2 separate regions of the Triticum aestivum genome follow, and region 1 is linked to region 2. The links are chromatin contacts, called in public Hi-C maps. All regions are on one chromosome and are shown on one strand. Each heading gives the region's core, a stretch centred on a gene start, on an enhancer-like site or on the middle of the called end of the contact. The rest is flanking DNA. Distances are from core to core; before and after follow the strand shown.

Region 1 (5,679 bases), core at 859-3,358, 220 kb before region 2:
CATCAGAAGGGAGTACATTCACAACTTGTTTAATGTCTTCATTAGCACTACCAACTTGACCAACTGTGACTCGAATAGGGTCAGTCAAAATTTCTCTAGCCAATCGTTCCACTTTGTATGGCATTGTTGCAGAAAAAAGCAAGGTTTGTCGGTCTGGTCTAATTTGACCAACAATGGATCGTATCTGAGGCTCGAACCCAAGATCAAACATGCGATCAGCTTCATCAAGAACCAGATAAGTTGCCCTAAACATCTTCAGTGCCTTCATCTTAAGCAAGTCTATCAGTCTCCCTGGGGTAGCAACGACTATTTCACAGCCTGATTTCAGTTCTTTAAACTGTTCAAATTTGGAAACACCACCATAAACAGCAGCAACTTGAAGATTGTAAGGCTTTGCAAACTTCTTAGCTTCGAGATATATCTGATGTGCCAATTCTCTTGTTGGAGCACATATGACTCCTATTGGACCTTCTTCCTTCTGAAGCTCAGGCTGATCCATAATGTGAACAATCATAGGGAGTACAAATGCTGCGGTCTTGCCTGAACCAGTTTTCGCAATACCAATGATATCTCTACCTGAAAGGACAATAGGTAAAGCCTGGCACTGAATTGTTGTCGGCTTTTCATAACCCTGCTTGGCAATAGCATTCATCAATGGAACAGGAAACCCACAATCCTCAAAGTTTTTAACTGGCCTTGGCACATCAAAGCCTGAAACCCGGATTGCCAAACTTTTCATATAATCAGACACCTCTTCCACACTCATCCCTACAAGAGACAAATAGAGAAATTCAATAAATACCTTCAAGTAGGAATTGCCAAACCATAAACAATGAGCAAGAACAACCAGCAAAAGTTATAATCAATTTACATCATGCTAGTTCGCACAAACATGTACAAGTACTTGCAAGATTTCAGTTGCAATGGCTTGTAACATAAAGAGACTTCATTACACTAATTATTTAGCAATGTCAGCAGACGGGGAACGAGACACCAGATGCACAACAGAAATGTATCAATTTCTTAAGAAATTGATTAGCAATCAAAGTGAATACAGCGCTGAAAAACAAAGCAATATTATGGCTCTCTGACTGTTGTCTCACGGAGGGTAACTGGAGACTGGCGATTGTGTAAAGAAGTGATGACGCGGTGCCTGCCATCTCAAAATAACAGAGATGCATCTATTCTAATAGCCAACACTCGAACAATAAGCATGGAATTCAAAATAGTGATCCCGGACCCTTGTAGGGCATCATTTTTGTTCACAGCCAACAGAACATTTGGATGTTAGCATCCAATATAGACTATTCTGGTTCATCCCTTGTGACCTCTGGTCAGGCTTCATATGGTGAGATCAAACTGAAGTAGCTTAACAGTGTAACCTACACAGGACGCCAATTTAACAGTTAACGATACATAAGCTCAATCAAACGGTAAGATATGCTTCACCTGAAACTGACGGCTTCTCCTCGTAGAAATCCTTGGTGAAGGGCTCGTACTCGATGGTCGAATGGTCCAGTGGTGGTATGGGCTCTATCTTCCTCTTGTCGACTACTATGGAGTTGTCGTCGGAGTCGTACTCCATCATGCCGGCGTCGACGGCCTTAGCGGCAGCGTACACCTCCTCGTCGGAGTTATACCCAGCGTTCATGACGTCGGCAGCAAGCGTGAGCCCGGCGTCCTTCTTGGCCCGCAGGAAGCTCTCCATTGGGTCGTCGTCCTCATCGGAATCCGCGGGGCGGAGTGCCTCGGGCTTGGGCGGCGGGGGCGGCGCGCGGATCTCCTCCTGGATCTCTGCCATGAACGCGTCGAGCGGGTCGATCTCGTCGTCCTCCGCCTTGCCGCCCTCCGCGGCGTCCGAGGGTGCGGCTGCGTCGTCAGAGAAGGCGATGTCGTCGAGGTCGTCATCGGCGGGGACGTAGAGGCGCGGCGCGGGTTGGGAGCGCTCGAAGCTGTATGGGGTGGGACGCGGGATGCTGAAGCCCTCGAGCCTCGGTCGCTTCGACATGGACGGCGGGCAAGGTGGAGGTAGCGACGGTCTAGCTAGGGTTTGTGTAGCGAGGCGGGGAGGAAGACGATGGACACGGAGGGGTCGGAGAGAGCTTGGCGCCGGTTGGTTGGGTCGCTCGTGTGGTGGGCCGGGTACTGGACGGGTCTGACGCGCCCGTGGGCTGAAGTCGGTTGCGGCATAGCTTATCAGGCCGAGTGTTGTTTGATTGGCAACGGCGGTTGGGCCTCGCCGACTCACCAGTTCACCCTTCAAGCTCCTGTGACCGAAATCAGAGTACTAGACTCAAAAAAAAAACTAGTTAAGGAGTACTCTTTTAAAGATCACTTTCACCTTTTCATGTGCGTCATTTGTCGCAACCTGAGATTTTTTTTTCATACATCTGTTTATTCAAAACATTTTTATCTCTTAAATCGTGCATCCAAATTTTGAACCGTTTGGTTTCTCACGTCGAAATCTTCAAAAGTAGAACTCATATTGATAGGTATTGAAGATTTTTTGTTTTCACGAAAAAATCGAGCCGGAAGCATATTTTTTTTCCTTTCTGAAAGAGGCACAACCGTGCCTCTCGCGAAAGCGCAAACGTGACTCTCGCGAAAAGAAAATAGAAAACACATTTTTTCGTTTCTGAGAGGCACAGCCATGCCTCTCGCGGAAGCAAAACCGTACCTCCTGCGGAAGAAAAAAATAGAAAAGACATTTTTTTGTTGTTTTCGAGAGGTGCGGCCTCTCACGAGATCACAATCGTGCATCTCATGGAAGAAAAAGAAACAGAAAATGCGTTATTTTCGTTTTCGAGAGGCACGGCCGTGCCTCTCACGAAAGCATAACCGTGTCTTTCGTGAAAAAAAACAAAAAACGCATGTTTCCCGTTTCTGAGAGGCATGGCCATGCCTCTTGCGGAAAAAAACATGTGTTTTGCACAAATTTTTTCCCAAAAACTAACACAGACCGGTGGAAAACCGAAAAAAATCGTTTAAAAAGCCAAAAACATGTAGGAAAAAAATCCGAAGGGAGCGCAACAGTGGCGCACTCTCAACCTACCCCCAAGTGATCGCTGGGAGCTCCTGAATGACCAGCTCAAAAGAACAAATTCCCCTAAAAAGGCTTGAAAGAACAAATAGAGAAGTAGCTCATGCCCCGGAAGTCGCCTTCTACTCCCAAGCTCGTTTGAACTCGAGATGAACAGTAAATTTTGAAATAATGCAAACAAAATTTTAAAATCTGAATTTTTTTCGGTGAAAACTTTAACAAATGTTCTCAGTGCTTGGAAATTTTCATACTGAAACAACATTCGTAGAAGTCATGGCAAAAAAAAAAAGCAAATCAGCACTTTTGGAGCATCGATTTTGTTCTTTTACCAGGACTTTCAGAAATGTCATTTTATGATAAATTTTTACAAACACAAAAGATTTGTCTTTTGATTTTTTTTTCAGTTTTACTATTCATCAGAGAGCATTTGAACTCGGGAGTACATGCTCCATGTCCATCATGCCCAGCCTAGTTGGACTACTTCAACCCCTCAAGAAAAAAGGTTGGACTACTTCAAAAATAAAAGAATAAAAGTTAGACTCGGTCTTCAGGCGTGATGTGATCTATGCAATGCTGCAAAGTAGTACTCGTAGTACCCGTCAAAAAAATAATAGTACTCATAGTACATACCGCTATCTCCTTCTTATTTTTGTAAGGAACATACCGCTATCTTCAAAAGAAAACTAAAAAATAATGTAGCTTTTGTCGAACAAAGAGAAAGCTGCATCAAACGAAGTTTTGAAGTCCTTGACATCAAACGTCCCGACAAATCATCATACTTGTTAAACGAATCCAATGGAGTGTACTGAAAAGAAAATCATTGAACATCGTAGTTAGGCCCGCAGGTAGCATTATAGTTGACCAAACGTACACAATTTGACTGGTGGCCACTTTACAATTTTCCAATTTCTAATAAGTCCCACTACAGAAGCTAGACCTAGGATGTATCGGTAATATATCTTATAATAGGAAAAGTACTCTCCACTACACTTACATTAGTATTTCTTCGATTCAAAATAGAGGACCAATTTGTATTTCTAAAACATCAATTTGTTCAATAAATTATGAATTGTATAACCCGTAAAAAGTGTACATTGAAATTTTGTTTTAAATCAAAATTCATTGATATACTTCTCCATAATATGAGTGGTCCAGTTGATGATTAGAGCGGACCTTCTTAGAGAGACAGAGGAAGTAATAAGTTTTTCGTGCTTATAACAAAAGTACCTTTCTAAACCCCTCAAGTTTTAGTGGGACCATCCCCACTAAGAGACTTCGATTAGTAATGAACAAGCAGTTGTAACCACACTACCGGTTACTACATTACTATTTGTCCCAAGTACTTCGCTAAACTTGCACTAATCTATACTTTGGGAGGAGGCATTTGTCATTGTCGTCAACTTATCATTAATTATAGTTATCTTGTCTCAGTCTTGATGGGAGGTACCCAATTGGCCAATTTTCTTCTTCTTGAAACCAACCCAAAAACACTTTAGTAGCATTCACGAGTAACAACTAAAGGAAAAACACATGCTGAATGAGACCAGTTATCAACGTGGTCATACCTACGCAACTACCAATTTTTTTCATAACTAGTTAGTTTAGACCCAAACTTGCCAATCATGACCTTGTATTTTCATAATAATGATAAGTGCATTTGATTTCTTGGGTGGACGGGTTTATCTCGACTAATTTTGCCAAGTTGAAGAAAGTTGTGTGAATTAACTTTACTATTAAATTTGGCTCTTCCTATTCTCACCTCCCATGATGACCAGTTGCTAGATATTGTTATTATGTATGTGTTGTCTTCCACGACACTTGATCGGACAATACTTGTATAACTTCACAGTGCATTTGTATATAGTGATGCAAGCATACAATAAATGCCATCACTTCCCATTGCTTGAAGTACGGAGGGTGGTAGGTCAAGGTAGAGACGATGGCGAAGCAAACACCGGAGCGAGCATTTTGGGTCATTCATTGAAGAAGATCGATAACGATATGAAGAGGCAAGGGAGAGACAATCACCCTCACGAAAGCCATTTTTGCATTTGATCCAGTCTCTGGATACCTTGTTTAGTAGGACAACTAAGGCGAGGAGGAATGAAATCTAGGTGCACCAGTGTTTGAGAATCCCTGGTGTGAGAGGATGCTGAGAGTCGAAGGCTTTGGGGGAATATGTTTGATGATCATACTATGAGCTTTTCTAGAAATGGCAACGACTAAGAAGGTCAGCAATGTGGATAAAACTTTCGGCTATATTGATGGTGTCCTGGACTAGGGCTTACTCACCATGTCGTCTCCCGCCTAGGAGGGCTGCGCCGAGGACCCTCATGGCGGTTAATTACTAGGCCTATTCGAGCAGCCCATGACGTATACAAGGAATATTCCATAAGACTTGGCGCACAAGACGAGGACTCTTCTAAATCCTAGGCCTCATGTACATTATATAAGTCGAGGCTAGGCTAGTCGACAGACCATATTTGATATATTCGATAGATTAGATTCATTTACATACGATCTCGAGGTAGATCATCATGTACTTTGTACTCCATCCACAATCGACAACAAACGCAAGACGTAGAGTTTACCTCTTTAACAGGGTCTCAACCTGGGTAAACAATCATGTCCCTCGTTGT
Region 2 (5,572 bases), core at 2,502-5,001:
CGCCTTAAGGTACGAGTTCCTTTTTAAACTGTATCTTTGAAGTTTTCAAGTATATCCATGAAGAGTTTATCAAGTGGTTCTCATTTTCCTCATTTTTGGATAGCATTTTTTCTTTCATAAAGAGATACCTAGTCATGTCAATGGTCTCATCTTCTCTTTATGCTGCAAGAAATATATCCTTGCATACTATGGAAGGTCGCATTATCTTGGCTAAGTAAATTTCCAATGTTGAAATAGTGGTTTTGGTGCTGCAGAATTCAAGCAACAGTAATAACATTCAGTTCTTCCAGTTGCCTCTGTCCCTCCGAAGTATTGCTTTAACTCCAAGTGGTAGGATCTGCATAATGAAATTTATGATCGCCTGTTTCCTCATCCGCATCATGAAGTTGACTTGTCTTGTATGCAATTTTTCCAGGAGGCCTGCCCCCTTCTTGCCAACGGTCTATTTTTTCCTTAGCAACGAATATGCTGGCTTTTGCTGGAAAAGTCTGTCATATTGTTGAATTGGCAGAGTTGCTAAGGTGTTTTACCTCATCCAACGTAAGTACTCAGTTGTAGTACAGAAACTATTAAGATACCTCTGTTTTGTTTTTTCATGTGAAACTTCACTTCAGTTTTCTCAAAAGAAGAAGTATTACCTCTAAGGTGTTTTACATTATCTGGTGTAAGTTCTAGTACATATGCTAATAAGATACTCCTATTATGTTTCTATATGTGAAACTGTACTTCAGTTTTATCTAAATAAAAGTATTACTTCTAAGGTACTCCCTTCGTCCCAAAATAAGTGTCGCTGATTATTTTACATTATCTGATGTAAATCCTAAGTTCTAGTACAGATGCTAATATGATACTCCTATTATGTTTCTTTGGTGAAACTTTACTTTGTTGTTTTTTTCCAAAAAAATGTATACTTGCAGTATTTCTTGTGTGCAGCAACGCATGTGTTCGTATTAATGTTCATTGGTGTGCCTCACTTTAATGGTAGCTTTCTTGTTGCCTTCTGTGCCCGTTGCCCAATTATCTCTTCAATAACTTTTGCTTGTTCTACTCCCTCCGTTCATAAATAAGTGACACTATAGCAAATATAAAATTATCTTCAATTTCCTGAACGTTTGCTGAAAACTATGTTATCAATTTTTTCGCAGATTGATTCTTATCTAAGAATTGGTGAAGACTTGCAACTCTATGTAAGGTTGCAATCGGATCTTGGCAGCTATGGTTCTGAAAGTGATCAAGACGTTGCTAGGTCTGTACTTTCTGATTGCAGAAAGAAAGTGGGGATAAATGATCAGCGAGTGCTTGATGTGATTGCCTGTGCACTTTCAAATTTAACAGAGGTTAGTCCTGTGAGAATGGTTCAATTTTGTTGTCTATTTGCTGTTGACACTGCATTTTATAGCCCTAGTGAGATCATATACTGATGCTGTTGAAAGTGAAGGTAACGTACTATTTCCTAATGTTCTTATAACTGCGTTATCAGATGGACAAGGATGCACTGGCGAAGGAGCTCACAGAGATGTTTACTCCTGAAGAAGTTCCCTTGTTTGGTTCAAATTCAGCCCTTGACTGGGCCAACTTTCATGCGCAGGCATTTTCCGATGAATCCCTTTCTTTTGATGAGGTATGCCACTTACACAAAATGGTCCTTACTAATAGCGCAAAATTCGTTTCCTTCTTGTACTGTACGTTGCCATCATTAAAATGTATTTTTACGTCTCCTCATATGTGTCCTTTTGCATTGTAGGAGTGTTCAAGAACATCTTCGGTAGATGGTGGATTGCACGACTCACCAATTACAAATACTGCTAGCTCCACATCCAAGATTACGCTTCCTCATTCTGCTCCCCGTGTCCTGGGTGTTGGTCAGTTGCTTGAATCGGTGAGTACCTGTTGTGAAATTCAGCTGCTGTTGCACACGGTGACACAGTTTACTACTCGTTTTTTGGCTCATAGTTCTTGTGTGGTACCTGTTGTGAAATACATGTCACTCTCCTGAACTGACTGTATTGCCGTGAACCAATTGGCTTCTCTGTTAGGGTGATTTTTTCTTTTTTGAACACCCAATGTTGAATTCCTGGACCCGCCACCGCACGAGCCCCCTTTCACTTGCTACCTCTGTTTCAGTGTTCACATTTTCTTGTGTGGTAAAGCTAGTATAACCACCGCAAAACATTGTTATACCTTGTCTTTGCATTGGGTTCTGAGTAGTAGACTGTTTCTCTGGTCAGGCGCTGCATGTAGCTGGCCAGGTTGCAGGGGCATCCGTTTCTACCTCCCCCCTCCCATACGGCACAATGACCAGTCAATGTGAGGCCCTGGGATCGGGCACTAGGAAGAAGCTATCAAGCTGGCTCGTGAATGGCCACAACTCGACTCCAGACAATCCTGTGCCAAGCCTTCCCGCTGCCGATCATTTCATCCTTCCTAAGGTATGAAGATTCTACAAAGCCCAACCGGTTTACTCTGAATCTTGTTTTCACTTTTCACTAACAACATTTGTCCAGGTAAATTCCTGTGGCTTCGAGATGAACCGCACGTCATCAGAGCCGTGCTCCATGGTGAAGCTTCCACCGGCCAGCCCATTCGACAACTTCCTCAAGGCAGCTTATCGCACCCCGCAGGAGATGTGATTACCCTTGCCGTCGGAAGAAGTGCTAGACTGTAGTATCTAAGCTTTGAACACTAGTTTGTCTTAATGACTTGGCCTCCTGGCTGCGAGTAACATGGTATCAGTTGTTGTAGCGTATGTATGACCACGTGTATCTATCTATGTACTAAAACGGTTGTAGCGTGTGTGATCATGTGCACCGCAGTACTAGACGACTGTAACCTAGCGTGTCGTGTCTGTTGTCTGTAGCGAGAAGACTTGTGATCGAGACTAATGCCATGATCTGGGCATCTCTCCATTTCTCGTCCGTGTAGTCTAGAACGAGAAACAACAAAGCAAAATACGCCCGCTGAATCGTGGGACGGTGGGAATCACAGATGTGCCGCATCAGGTATCAGCTACTGCATGTTATATATTTGAGCAGCAGTCATTTTTGTGTATATCCTGAAAACGGGTTACACAAGTGCAATGCTTTAAACATTTCACAATTGTTAAAGGTATGCGCGAGTTTAGGACATGCTTCATTGATGTCTAACTTTTCCACAACTAATCATGCGCACACAACATGTGGCCAACATACTGACCACAAGAAGCATACGGCTACCCCTCAAAAAAAAAAAAGAAGCATACGGCTGACGAAGTGTGACAAAATCCCAATTGTGGCAATAAACTCAACATGTGTAGAAAGAATTGTAGGCGACTAGCTTTAGTTGACAGCTGACTAAGTAATATTTATTTTTTGTTAGAGCGTGACTAAGATTTAAGGTGAGAGGCTTATTTTTTGGACCGGAATATTTAGCAAACGTTAGATTTTTAGGCAAGGCAAATCGAATGTTTTTCATGGCAAATTATGTTTGCCGAGGGTGGCAAGTTTAGTTGGCGAGCATGGCAGCCAGAAAATTGCCATGCTCGCCAACTAAATTTGTCATCCTCACACCAACATAAATTGCCATGAGGAACGTCAGATTTTTAGCATTTCCCTTTTTTAATTTTTGGGGGAGGGTGAGAGGCTTATTTTTCTTATTTTATTTTATTTTATCCTACAAACGAAATGTACAGTACTATCGATCTCCCGCACAGTGTAAGCCCAGGCCCATAGCTAAACAAGCCCACACTCTTACTGCGACCCGCGTCGTCGGGTCTTCTTTCTTCGCCCACAGTCTCACTGCCATCTTCTAAGCACTCTTCTTCCCGGATAAGAAGCGCAGCCAAAGCCCCCCTCCGCCCAAAACCCCCACCGGCCACCGCGAGCTCTCTCCTCGCCCCGCCCATGGCGACCTCCACCGCCTCCTCCTCCTCTCTCACCGCTCCTCTCCTTGGCCCCAAACCTAGCCCCAATCCGCCCCCCAGATCCCTCCCGCTCCTCAGGTTCCCATCTCTCCCGCACTGTTCCTCCCCGCTTTCCAGTTCCAACCACTCTGCCCTAACCATGTCCGCCTCGCAGGAATCGGAGGTGCGCTCGGTCCGTGGCCGCCTCTGCCGGCGGCGGCGGAGTGGGACTGCACGGGGCTGCTCACAGGCGCGGGATTTGGTCGATCAGGTGAAGTCAATTCCACTCGCTTCTTCCCTTTCGCGCTTCCTGTAGTATCCTGTTAGACTCTGACGATGTATTTCCGTTAGCCCGGTTTCAAAACGAAAAGGTGAAGTCAATTCGTGGCAGCAAGTTTTGCAGTTTCGCGTCGTCTGTTTGGTATGCTGGACGAGGTTCAGTTAGGGATCTATAAGGGTGCTGATGGCGCTGTGTGTGTGTGTGTCTGCCAGGGATGACTTGCTGATGCCTAGGTCGCCCTACTTCCCCGTGGAGGCCGCGGGGCAGGAGCGCGGGCCCTCACCCATGGTGATGGAGCGGTTCGAGAGCGTCGTCAGCCAGCTCTTTCAGCACGTACGGGAATACTGGACTCTGTGAAAAATTGTTTCATCTCCTCTGTAGAGCCATTTTGCGAGTGTAATCTGCGGTGTGTGAACATGTGCACGCGTCCTGCTGCAGAGAATTATCCGATGCGGTGGACCCGTGGAGGATGATATGGCCAATGTCATTGTTGCGCAGCTGCTATACCTAGACGCCGTCGATCCTAACAAGGTAAGTTGTGAAAAATGAAACTCTCTCCTTGTGCGCAATTCCTAATTCCTGTCCCAGATGAATAGTTATCTTGGCAGAAGCTTTTTTATGATCTATTCATCCCAGCCTACTTTGGAATTGCTGATCTGTATATCAATTATCAAAGGATGTAGTATGTTGCTTTAGCTTCAAACACATTATAGGGCATCACACTACACACACGTAAGTGGAACTTGTGCCCTAAGTTGTTATTTCAGGTGAAGTAGAGTGGCACTGTGGTTCTTGGATGCGCTTCCTCTATTAAAGGAAAATCACTTGACTTCGTAGGAAACAGTTCTATTTATCTGGACCCTAGTTTGTCAATACCTATGCGACTAAGGTGCTGGAGTTATCAACTGTTACTGGTACTTTTGTATTGCTGCTACATCATAGTGCTTAGGTTTTGAGCTGCCTAGGTAGGCCTGGAATTGAGTATATATTCTTATGATCTTGTGATGATGGTAAATTCAAACAAATGAATCTCTCTTCCTTCTGTTGCAGTTTCTTATTCCTAGATCAGTAGTTTTCTGGTCAGAAGCTTTACTCTAGAATTGCTGATACGTATCCATTATCAAGGGAAGTAATAGCATGTTGCTGCTTTATCTTCAACACATTATAGGGCCTTCTTGCACCATCAGCGGAACTTGTAAACTAAGCCAAGTTATTTCTGGATGTAAAATAGAGTGTGACACTCTAGTTCTTGGATGTGTTTCCTCTATTAAGGAAACTACTTGATGTTGTAAAATAGAGAGGCTTCATTCTGCTTTTCAAGGAATGCGGCGGAAAAATCTCTGGAATTTATCTGGATATCTTTCCTACTAGAATTTATTTGTTAAAACTGTTACTGGTGCTTTTGTATTGCCGCC

What was found. Hi-C and Micro-C count contacts between places; a contact is called where the count stands out from the background.
Region 1: a Hi-C map of leaf shows a contact between it and region 2, with 7 times the contacts expected there. The contact joins the promoter of LOC123092332 here to the promoter of LOC123092330 in region 2. A contact is called at or near these places in 2 of 5 Hi-C or Micro-C datasets (both in leaf).

Annotation. Positions count from the first base shown.
Region 1 is chr4B:397,995,889-398,001,567 of IWGSC CS RefSeq v2.1, reverse strand. LOC123092332 (DEAD-box ATP-dependent RNA helicase 24) reads right to left here and starts at 2,108. Exons shown (of 5, transcript XM_044514080.1): 1 at 1,450-2,108; 2 at 1-768. The coding sequence starts at 2,008.
Region 2 is chr4B:397,780,026-397,785,597 of IWGSC CS RefSeq v2.1, reverse strand. LOC123092330 (ATP-dependent Clp protease proteolytic subunit 5, chloroplastic) reads left to right here and starts at 3,751. Exons shown (of 9, transcript XM_044514076.1): 1 at 3,751-3,976; 2 at 4,053-4,148; 3 at 4,370-4,490; 4 at 4,596-4,688. The coding sequence starts at 3,879. LOC123092331 (protein SEMI-ROLLED LEAF 2) reads left to right here. Exons shown (of 20, transcript XM_044514078.1): 13 at 1-9; 14 at 255-330; 15 at 416-540; 16 at 1,146-1,337; 17 at 1,481-1,621; 18 at 1,745-1,879; 19 at 2,229-2,429; 20 at 2,505-2,906. The coding sequence ends at 2,630.